Regions from separate parts of the Oryctolagus cuniculus genome. Here region 2 is linked to region 1. Evidence: chromatin contacts called from public Hi-C data. All regions are on one chromosome and are shown on one strand. Each heading gives the region's core, a stretch centred on a gene start, on an enhancer-like site or on the middle of the called end of the contact. The rest is flanking DNA. Distances are from core to core; before and after follow the strand shown. Region 1 overlaps KCTD6 (potassium channel tetramerization domain containing 6). Region 2 holds the start of RPP14 (ribonuclease P/MRP subunit p14).

Region 1 (4,840 bases), core at 791-3,290:
AGCTACTCTGCTTCCAATTCAGCCCCTGCTAATGCACCTGGAAAGGCGGCAGAAGATGGTCCAAGCAGTTGGGTCCCTGCCACCTGTGTGGGAGAACTGGATGGAATTCTAGACTCCTGGCTTCAGCCTGGCCCCACTCACTGTTGCAGCTATTCGGAGAGTGAACCAGCAGATGGGAGATTCCCTCTCTCTCTCTCTCTCTCTCTCTGCCTTTCAACAAATAAGTAAATCTTTAAAAAAAAAAAAAAAAAAAGTCTGTTCACCAGGGCAGTTTCTCTAAGGGGGGGGCGGGTCTCTGAAGTCTGAATATTCTATAGCATTCTCCTGTAAACTATCTGAATTGCTGAGTTGAGGAGTTTAGGGTTTTACAGCGGAAGCCAACTTGGTGGCCTCTCTTTCCCAGGTGGCCTCTCTTTCCCAGGTGGCCTCCAAAGCCCTGGACTCCTGTGGTAAAGAGATGCCCAAGATGACCCTATGTGGCCATGGCCGGGCTGGCCTGGAGTGCTGTTTATGGCAGTTACAACAAGGACTTCCAGGCAGGCACCCTGGCCCAGCGGGGCACGGGCAAGGCCCAGGAGGGAAGCAGCAGTGGACAGGCTGGGCCGGCAGGAGCTGGGCCGGCAGTCTGAGTCCTCCCCGCTCTCCCCTCAGCTCCCCCCTCACTCAGGGCAGTGCATGCAGCTCCCACTTGTCAGGAAAATGTCTTCAGTGGGAGCTCCCTGGCTCCCGCCTCTGCTTGCTTCTGGAGTCACCTACAGGATGCTGTCATGGCCTCCCGAGGCGGCTGAGAAGCCTGCTCTCAGGGGCATTCCATCCTTCTCCAGCCCCTGCAGGTTGCCCCTGCAGACAGAGTGCCGGACCCCTCTCTAGGCTCAGCAGCCTCCCTTTCTCCTCCTGCTGTGTCCCCATCTTCCCCGAGTCCCCCACCTACAGCCTTACACCTGGCCTCCGGACCACCTCCCCACCGGAATGCTCCTGCTGGGGCATGAGGAGCCTGCTCCTTCCAAGCCTTGGTGTCCCGGGCATCTGCAGTGAAGGGGTTGACCACAGCCTCCCAAGGACGGCCCCTTCCCCACAATGCTGTGCTCTTTTCGTCTTCCTTCTTCCTCTTGGACGCATGGACCTCTTCCTCTTGCCTAACCCACCCTCTCTGCCCAGGTTTCTGTCCAGTTCCATCCTCTCTTCACAGAGGCTTGGCCACCTCTGTAGATTCCATTTTACACCCTAAGCCAGAAGTTCCCCACTCTGTACTTGCAGCCCAAGCACGTGCCTGGCACTGTGCCAAGTGCTTCTACCCTCTGCGCTGGTCATCTACTGCCATGCACCAGAGTGCAGAGGCTTGCAACAGCACCATGTGTTATCTTGCAGTGTCTGTGGACCGAGGATCTCAAAGAGCTCAGGGTCTCTCATGAGCTTGCAGGCCACCCGTGGGCAGGGGCTGTTGTCCTCTGAGGCCTTCCCCCACTCACACACGTGGCTTTTAGCCACAGCGTTCGTTCCCTGTCACCTGACCCTCTCCTGACAACATGGAAGCTGATGGCCTCTGAAGCAAGTGATCTAAGGAGGAACAACGGCGGAAGCCACAAGTTCCTTTATAGCCTGGCCTTGAAGGACATATTTGTGATATTTTGGTCTCACACCCATGCTAGTAGGAAGTGGGAGCCCACCACACAGGGTATGAACACCAGGAGGCAGGGGCCCTTAGGGGTGACCTGGGAGGCTGCCACCACACCCCCAACAACACCACTGAGGGCTGGCCAGCCTCGCTCTCCCATAGTACAAACCAGAAAACTGCAGCAAGAAGTGGGGAGGCCGTGGATGAAGCCACCCGGCTGGGCGCTGGGAGGGAGGTGGCAGCACGCTCCTGCCTGGCTCCCCGTGGTTTTCTCCCCCGGCACAAGCTGGCGTTTCACCGTCCACCACCAGCCTGCTCACCCCAACATGTGCAAACCTGAACTCTGTCACCACCACCCCCAATCCTTCCAGTCCCGGCTCAGCTCAGCACATGGTGCACCAGAAGCCTTGAGTCATGCCTGCTCCTCCCTCCCCCTCGCCTCCCGGTGCCAGAGAACTCAGTTCTGCCAAGTCTCCCCCTCAGCACAGCCTGCCTCCCTCACTGCCTCTCCCTCGCCATCACCACCACCGCCGCACTGGCCCGAGCCACCCATGTGTCCGGCCCAGACATCTGCAGTAGCCCCCTCGCTGGTCTCGCTGGTCCCTCTGCCCCCACACTCCCATCCGTCCTCCTGTCACCAGCATGAAGGACACAAAGCTCTGGCTGTGGCCCCCTGGCAGCGTCACACTCCTCCAGTGGCTTCGGTTGCCTTCAGGATTCAGGTCAAGCTCCCTGCGGTGGGGGGAGTGGTCTGGTTCTGCCCACCGTCCACCTCCTCCCTGTCCCTAGCCCCTCCCTCAGGCCCCAGCATCTCAGGTCACATTTCCGTTTCCAGGGCCTGTTGCCCATGTTTTCCCTTCAGAGCCTTCCACTGGACTGTTCCCTGGGCTTAGAACACTGTTCCCCAGCCCTTGACCTATCTCCACTTCCTCCACATACCATCACCTTCTCGGGGAAGCCCTCCCCGACCTTTCAGAGCCTGTCCTTCCCTGTCCTCACCTCCCTGCTTCTCAGCTGAATGGTGAGCTCCCTGAGGGCAGAAGCTGCATGTGTCTGGCTCCTGAGAGCCCCCAGGACTCTACCTGGTACCTGGCACTCGGCACTCTCAATCGCTGTGCGACTGGTGCATTCTTTCCACGTGCTGCAACCCCATGGTCAACGTTCATTTCCCCAGATGAGTCGCAAGGCCCCGTCTCTTCAAGATCTCTGCACGTGCTGTTCCCTCTGCAGGCATGCTCTTCCCTCCTCCCCCCATTCACTCAGCTAGCTCCTGTGTATTCATCAGCAACCTGCCATTGCCAGATTTGGCGAATGCAAAGACAGGAGGGACAGAGGGAGTGTTTGGCCTAGAGGGCAAGCACATATTTCACCCCGTATCTCCCACATGAGAGTTTGATACCCTGGCTTCTACCTCTGACTCCAGCTTCATGCTAAGGCGGCAGTCATGGCTCAAGGAACTGAGTCCTGCCACACATGGAGGAGGTCTGGACTGAGTCCTTGGCTCCTGGCTTTGGCCTAGCCCTGGCCACTGAGGGCACCTGAGGAGTAAACCAGCAGACAGCAACTCTGGCTGTCCTTCTCCTTCTCTCTGCCTTAAAAAAAAAAAAAAAAAAAAAAGACACTTGGCAAATTTCTATTTCATCATGTAATTTTTCAGCCTAGGTAGGTCCCAGATGTTCACCGAAAACAAGCATCCTGTGTTTCATCTGGCAACCCCACAAGGAAGCAGCATCACTCCCACCTCCTTGGGTCTGCACACCCCCATCTCCCCGCTCCCAGTGCAGCCCTCCGCCCCCAGCCCACCACCTAGACCAGGACCCCCTGCCAGAGAGGGCTGTGTTTCAAGCTGTGTTGGGAGCCTCTTTTCACCTGGGACAACCTTGGCACAGGGGAGCCGGCCAGTCAGGTTTACAGAGAGGAGAAAGGAAAGAGCAGGGGTGGGGAGGAGTCAACAAGGTGGGGAAAGGAGCTGGCCAATGAAACGGAAAGAAGCGGTGGGGAGCTCCTCTTCCCATGCCATCGCCAGCCCAGGTCTGGCCTCTGGAGCCGCCCCACCCCTCCCTCCCCCTCTCCAGCCCCAGCCTCCCGGAGCACTGGGGTTTTATAAGGCAGAAATGCAAAAAAGAAAGTCTGGGTCCTTTTAGGGGATTTTTCCACAACAGCCTGTTGAGCATTTACACAAGGGGGCCCCGCGGACAGCAAGAAGGGGAAGAAAGGGAGAAGAGCGGTGAGGATGCCTTGCACACGGCAGGGCATGGGGGCTGGGGGCTGACTCTGCACTCAGATGGCTTCCCGAAGCTCCTCCCAAGCTGGGGCCAGTCTCTGGGGACCCCGGGAGGAGAGGACCCCAAAGCAGCCAACTGCATGGATTTTCTGGACCCAAGGCCCTGCTGAGCTCCCTCCCCCGATCCCGGCCAGTGGGAGACCTGCTCCACTCTCGGTGGAGGCGCTGTCTTTTCTTGGGATGTGCATGCATGTGTGTGTCCCTCTCCTCCTCCCACACAGTCTCTGTGCCATGGCGCTTACCAGCTGGGTTTTGCTTGGGGCTTGTAAAAGGCCTTCTGTGGCTCCCTACTCACTGGCTGCCTCCACTCAGAACTAAGGTCCTGAGCAGCCCGCTCCCCCTCCCTGCCTTTGCAACCAGCCAGGGTCTTTCTCCACATTTGCCCCGGCTCCCAGGCCATCCCGCCTGCCCCCACCACCACCACCATCAATACACACACACAGACAAAGGACCCTTGCAGCCCAGAGTTCCCCACACCTCCCCCAGGCAGCCACGGAGACGCTTTGGTAAGTTTGACGAGAGTATTTTTCTGTTTTATAAGGTCTTTAATTACCTGTTGTTGCACACCTTCTCTTTCATCACTTTCCAGAACGCTGCTGGAAGCCGAAGAGCCAGGAGAAGGCGTCTGGTTCTCACCAACGCTGAGCCCCTTGGCCAGCCCTAGGATGTCGCCCTCCTCCCCAGCGTTGTGACCCTGTAATTAGAACAGATCGTACGTTGTTAGCCCAGGGCCCAGACGCCCTGGCTTCCGTCTTCAGCCCCATGAGTGTCTCGTGTGCCACCTCGGACTCGGACAAGTTTCCTGGCCCTGAGAGGGCTTCTGTGTCACAGGGGAATGGAGCTGCATGAACACAGCTTCGCCAGCTACCTGCCAACGGTGTGCAACACTGCTCCAAGTTCTAAGCCCAAACCTCCTGTGCCCCCACCTTGTCAATTACACA
Region 2 (4,840 bases), core at 1,657-4,156, 150 kb after region 1:
CCCTCTTCTCCATCACTCTGCCTCCAAATAAATAACCTTTAAAAATTAAAATGCTATTTTTCACACTTTTAATAAGAATATGACTTATTTTAAAGTGACTTCTTAGGACAGCAACTTATCTAATTCTGGTCAAATGCAGGTCACCCCACAGATACAAGGAAGCTGCTATATTGTTCAATATGCCAGACCACTGCCCTCACTTCCACCTCAGTAACAAGCCAGCTCCCATTTCTCCTTACTAAGCACCCAGTGTGCACTACGCACTGCACATGCCTTAGCTTCTGCGCCTTCAAAGCGATTTTATGAGGCAGACACTATTACCACCCTCATGGCTAGCGCCTGGCCCAGGCTCTACCTACTCTGCCATGGCAAGACTGCCCTGGAATGGTGCCTCTGGATCCAGAGGAAAAAAATGAAAACATAAAGGAGCCAAACCTGAGACCTGCGGGCCCCTTTCTGGTTTACTCTGAGTCAGCCCAGAGCACGAACAAGCAGCTGGCTGCCCCCCTTCCAGGTGAACCTGCTCTCGGTCCAGGGTCAGGTCTGGGCAGGACCACCTGGCAGCTCCGTGAGAGACTGAGGAATTCCTGGAATGGGCACTCAGAGCCATTGCTGAGGTCTGGGCCTTCCGAGAACTCAGAGCACGCTCGAGGCCCGCAGAGTGCTGCCCTCCAGTTCCTCTTCCCCCGGCCTCCCCCTCGAGCCCTTCTGCCGCCCTCTCGGGAATGCTCACGTTATAGGACGTCTTGACACTGCTTGTTTGCTTAGTATCTGGGCTCCCCGCTGCCGAGACCCAGAAACTGAGGCCCAAGCACAGAGAAGAACTAAGCCAAGGTCACAGAGATCCAGACGAGCATTTTCAAAACCTCTCAGGTTCAGGCCCATTTCCAGACGAAGAGCCCAGAGACAAGCACAAGCCGGACGGCAGGAGCTCCATCCACACATCCATTCAACAGACCTCAGCATTTTCTGTGTCTGGCTTGGAGGACACAGAGCTCAGAGAACGGCGGCAGCGGGGGACCCTATGTTCAACTGCGCCTCTGGCTTCAGGACAGCACAGTGACCGTCCACCTGCCCCCAGAGCCCCGCCTAACCAGAAGCGCAAAAACAGCAAAAATCGCATCTACTTCTTTCAGTGCCTGGCACATGACAGGTGCTTTCTCAAGTATTTCCAAGTGCTTCGAAGGAGTTGCTGACCCTGGGCATTTGGGAGATGGATACCGATGGTGGCTGCCCAACAGTCAGAATGCACTTAATGCCACCTAACTGCACACAACAATGGATCAGGCCAGCGCCGCGGCTCACTAGGCTAATCCTCCGCCTTGCGGCGCCGGCACACCGGGTTCTAGTCCCGGTCGGGGCGCCGGATTCTGTCCCGGTTGCCCCTCTTCCAGGCCAGCTCTCTGCTGTGGCCCGGGAGTGCAGTGGAGGATGGCCCAGGTGCTTGGGCCCTGCACCCCATGGGAGACCAGGAAAAGCACCTGGCTCCTGGCTTTGGATCAGCGCGGTGCGCCGGCCGCAGCGCGCCAGCCATGGTGGCCATTGGAGGGTGAACCAATGGCAAAGGAAGACCTTTCTCTCTGTCTCTCTCTCTCACTGTCCACTCTGCCTGTCAAAAAATAAAAATAAATAAAAAAAAAACAATGGATCAAACGATGTTTTACCTTACACATATATTACCAAAAAAAAAAGAAACAAACAAACAAAACAAAACACCTCTCCAAACTCATGGAACACATGAGCTCGCCAAAAACCGGACTCCTCAGTGACACCAGCGCCCTCTGCAGGCTGTTCTGAAAGTAAAGATGAGCCTGGCACGGCCCCCAGGCCCGCCACCAAACGGAAGCACGCCTGGAGTCACGGTCCACTTCCCCTCTGAAGCCAGCCTTCTCAGGGGCGGCAGGGAAGCCTAGAAACTGCTCTGTCGGTACCAAGGGTCTCCGATTCCGCCCCTGTGCCCCTCCCCCGCAGCCACAGAATCTACCAGACCCCACTCTCCGGATCTGTCTAGAGCGAGGCCAGACTCCGGGTGCGCCTGCCGGGAGGCCCTTCCCGCACCCCGCACCGCTGCTCCCGCCACGGCCCGCACTCGTCCCTTCCAGCACACGGGCCGCGCACGCACCAGGCTCTCCCGCCAGTTACGCACCGCCCTTCCTCCCGCCGCCTCCTTCTAGGCCTCCCCGACTCCCCTCCACGTGGCCCGGTGCCCATCCTAACACCGCGACGACCCCCGGCCCCGCCTCGGGCCCTGTTCGCCCCCCACCCCCCACCCCGGGCGTCTGCCAGCTAGTAACAGACCCGCAATTCACGTTCTCTCTCCCCCTCCTCCTCTCCTTGCCCCGGCAGGGTGTCCACGGCTCCGTCCGGCTCACTGCCCTTCTCCAGGGACCGACAATAGGGCCCCGCATACGGCAGGCGGTCTCCACACTTTCACTCAATTATTTCAACAAATCAACCCCCAGCGACTTAGGGACCTGCGTTTTCCATCGTTTCCAAGTGGCGACCGCCGCTGATGCAGCACACTGTCCCCTGGGCCCGCTTAGTCCTCCCGGCCGCCCGGCGCGGCCGAGACCGACACCGGGGAGGACGATCGGCTGGAGCCCCCCAGCACCTCCTCCGGCCTGGCTCCTCCCTCCCGGTCGCTCTACCCCGGCGCACGCGCCCGGGGACACCCGCGCGGCCGACTGAGCGCACGTCCGGAACACAACAGCCGCCCCAGGGCTTCCGCCTACCTGCTCTCGGTTGGACGAGCAAGACTCCTCCTCTGACTCCGGGTTCGCTCCGAATATCCGCCAAGGTCTGGAGCCCCTAAGGGACTGCCAGCGCCTGGGCCCGGCAAACTCCCGGTAAGTTTTCGTTTGGCTTGTTCCTGTCCCGCCCCCGGAAGCGTGCCGTCCTGGCGGATGTGACGTCACCGCGCGGCGTCCGCCCCAGGACCCATGGGTGAATCCTCCTCGGGATGTGAGCCCTGCGGAGCTCAGCGCCCTCTGGTGTCCACTCGGGAGAAACCTGGGGGCGCCCCGGGTGCTCGGAGTGCGGGTCGTGAGGTGTGTGTATGCAGCCCCGCAGAGTGCTTCATGGCATTCATTTATTCATGCATTCGGTTTTTCAGCCAGTAGATGTCTAGCATCTCCGCTGCTTAACTTCTGCTGTACCCAGCACCTCCCAAAGACGGACAGCACCTTCCCTCAGTGTCCCCTGTGGTTGCCAGCACATAGGAGGTGCTCTGAGTGGACACGAAAAGACCCACCTGGTCCTGTTTGCAAACGTAAGCCAAGCTTCATCCATACGTTTGTTCACTAACACCGCGCTGAGTGCCTGTTGTGCACTCAGCACTATTCTTGTCTGTGGTTTTTTTTTATTTTTTTATTTTTTATTTTTTGACAGGCAGAGTGGACAGTGAGAGAGAGAGACAGAGAGAAAGGTCTTCCTTTGCCGTTGGTTTACCCTCCAATGGCCGCCGCGGCCAGCGCGCTGATCCGAAGGCAGGAGCCAGGAGCCAGGTGCTTTTCCTGGTCTCCCATGGGGTGCAGGGCCCAGGCACCTGGGCCATCCTCCACTGCACTCCCGGGCCACAGCAGAGAGCTGGCCTGGAAGAGGGGCAACCGGGACAGAATCCGGCGCCCCGACCGGGACTGGAACCCGGTGTGCCGGCGCCGCTAGGCGGAGGATTAGCCTAGTGAGCCGCGGCGCCGGCCTTTTTATTTTTTATTTTTATTTTTTTTCAGATTTATGATTTGGAAAGGCAGAGTGAAAGAGAGATCTTCCACTCCTTGGTTCTCGCCCCGAATTGCCACAACAGCCACTAGGCGGACACCAAAAGCCCAGAACTCCGTCTGGGTCTCCCACACCGGTGACAGCAGCCCAAGGACCCAGGCCATCATCTGCTGAGTTCTCAGATGCATTAGCAGGGAGCTGGATCAGAAGCAGAGCAGCCAGGAGTCAGAGCAGTGCTCTGACGTGGGATGCCAGCGTCCGTTGCTGCCCCACAGTGCCAGCCCTAGGTGCTGGGAATTCTGGGTGCTGGGAATTCGGTGGACTTATTTAATAATAACAAAAACAATAATAACAACGGTGAGTATTTCTCAAGTGCTTAATGTGCGCCAGGCACTATGCAAAAAATTCTACACAGGTCACCTTGTGGAACCACCTCACAGTCCTGAGGTAGCTATTATAACCATGCAGGAGTGAAAACTGAAGCACAGATAGGCTAAGCGATTTGCCCAAGACGACGCAGTGAGAAGTGGTGGAACGGGCTGTCAGGTTCTAGCCGGCGCTCTCCCCGCTGCACTGAGGATTGGGTGGGAGGGAAGCTGCAGCATAAGCCCCCTGAGGACAGGGCCTTGTCTGCGTTGGCTCAGCGCTGCCAGTGCACCCACTCAGCATGCATTCACAGAATGCATTCGTTCATAAACGAGAGATGCTGATCCTGCTTTGGTTGGGAGTGTGGGGCGGCCAGTGTTGCCTTGCACAGCCAAGCCTGAGCCTGGGTCAGTGAGGCCCTTCTCCCTCATTGCTATTCTCAGATTTCCACCCTCTGCTGGTTCCTGAAACCTCAGGCCTTGGCCTTGGCCTTGGCCTTGGCCTTGGCCTTGGCCGTGGCCGTGCTCCCCCGTCATGTGGCTCCTGCGTCCCTTTCTTCTCCTTCAGAGGAGACAGGGCTTGGTCCACATGAGAAAGACATGGAAAAATTCAATGCAGACCTCAGACACAGTGGCACTTTCTTTCTCAAAAAAAAAAAAAAAGCTTGGATTTCAGAAGCTGCCATAACACACTTCCAAACATCCTTTGCCACTTATCCAGCTTCCTAGTCTCTCCCATGGAGTAGAGATCAGTAGCA

What was found. A called contact is a pair of places that touch in the nucleus more often than the background predicts.
Region 2: a contact with region 1 is called in a Hi-C map of an unstated tissue, with 2.2 times the contacts expected there. The contact joins the promoter of RPP14 here to the enhancer-like site in region 1. A contact is called at or near these places in 2 of 6 Hi-C or Micro-C datasets (ear pinna and an unstated tissue).

The regions. Positions count from the first base shown.
Region 1 is chr10:91,523,466-91,528,305 of mOryCun1.1, forward strand. KCTD6 (potassium channel tetramerization domain containing 6) reads right to left here. Exons shown (of 6, transcript XM_070050674.1): 4 at 4,453-4,593. The coding sequence starts at 4,478. Among named protein-coding and RNA genes, the nearest start is that of KCTD6, 29 kb to the right of the region's middle. Within about 2 kb of position 2,041, at least 2 of the 8 cell types and tissues checked have an H3K27ac peak or open chromatin away from gene starts, as enhancers often do.
Region 2 is chr10:91,676,583-91,681,422 of mOryCun1.1, forward strand. It overlaps RPP14 (ribonuclease P/MRP subunit p14), which reads right to left and starts at 2,907. Exons shown (of 6, transcript XM_008260841.4): 1 at 2,733-2,907. LOC127492327 (a long non-coding RNA gene) reads left to right here and starts at 2,715. Exons shown (of 3, transcript XR_007921560.2): 1 at 2,715-2,846; 2 at 3,113-3,268; 3 at 3,729-4,840.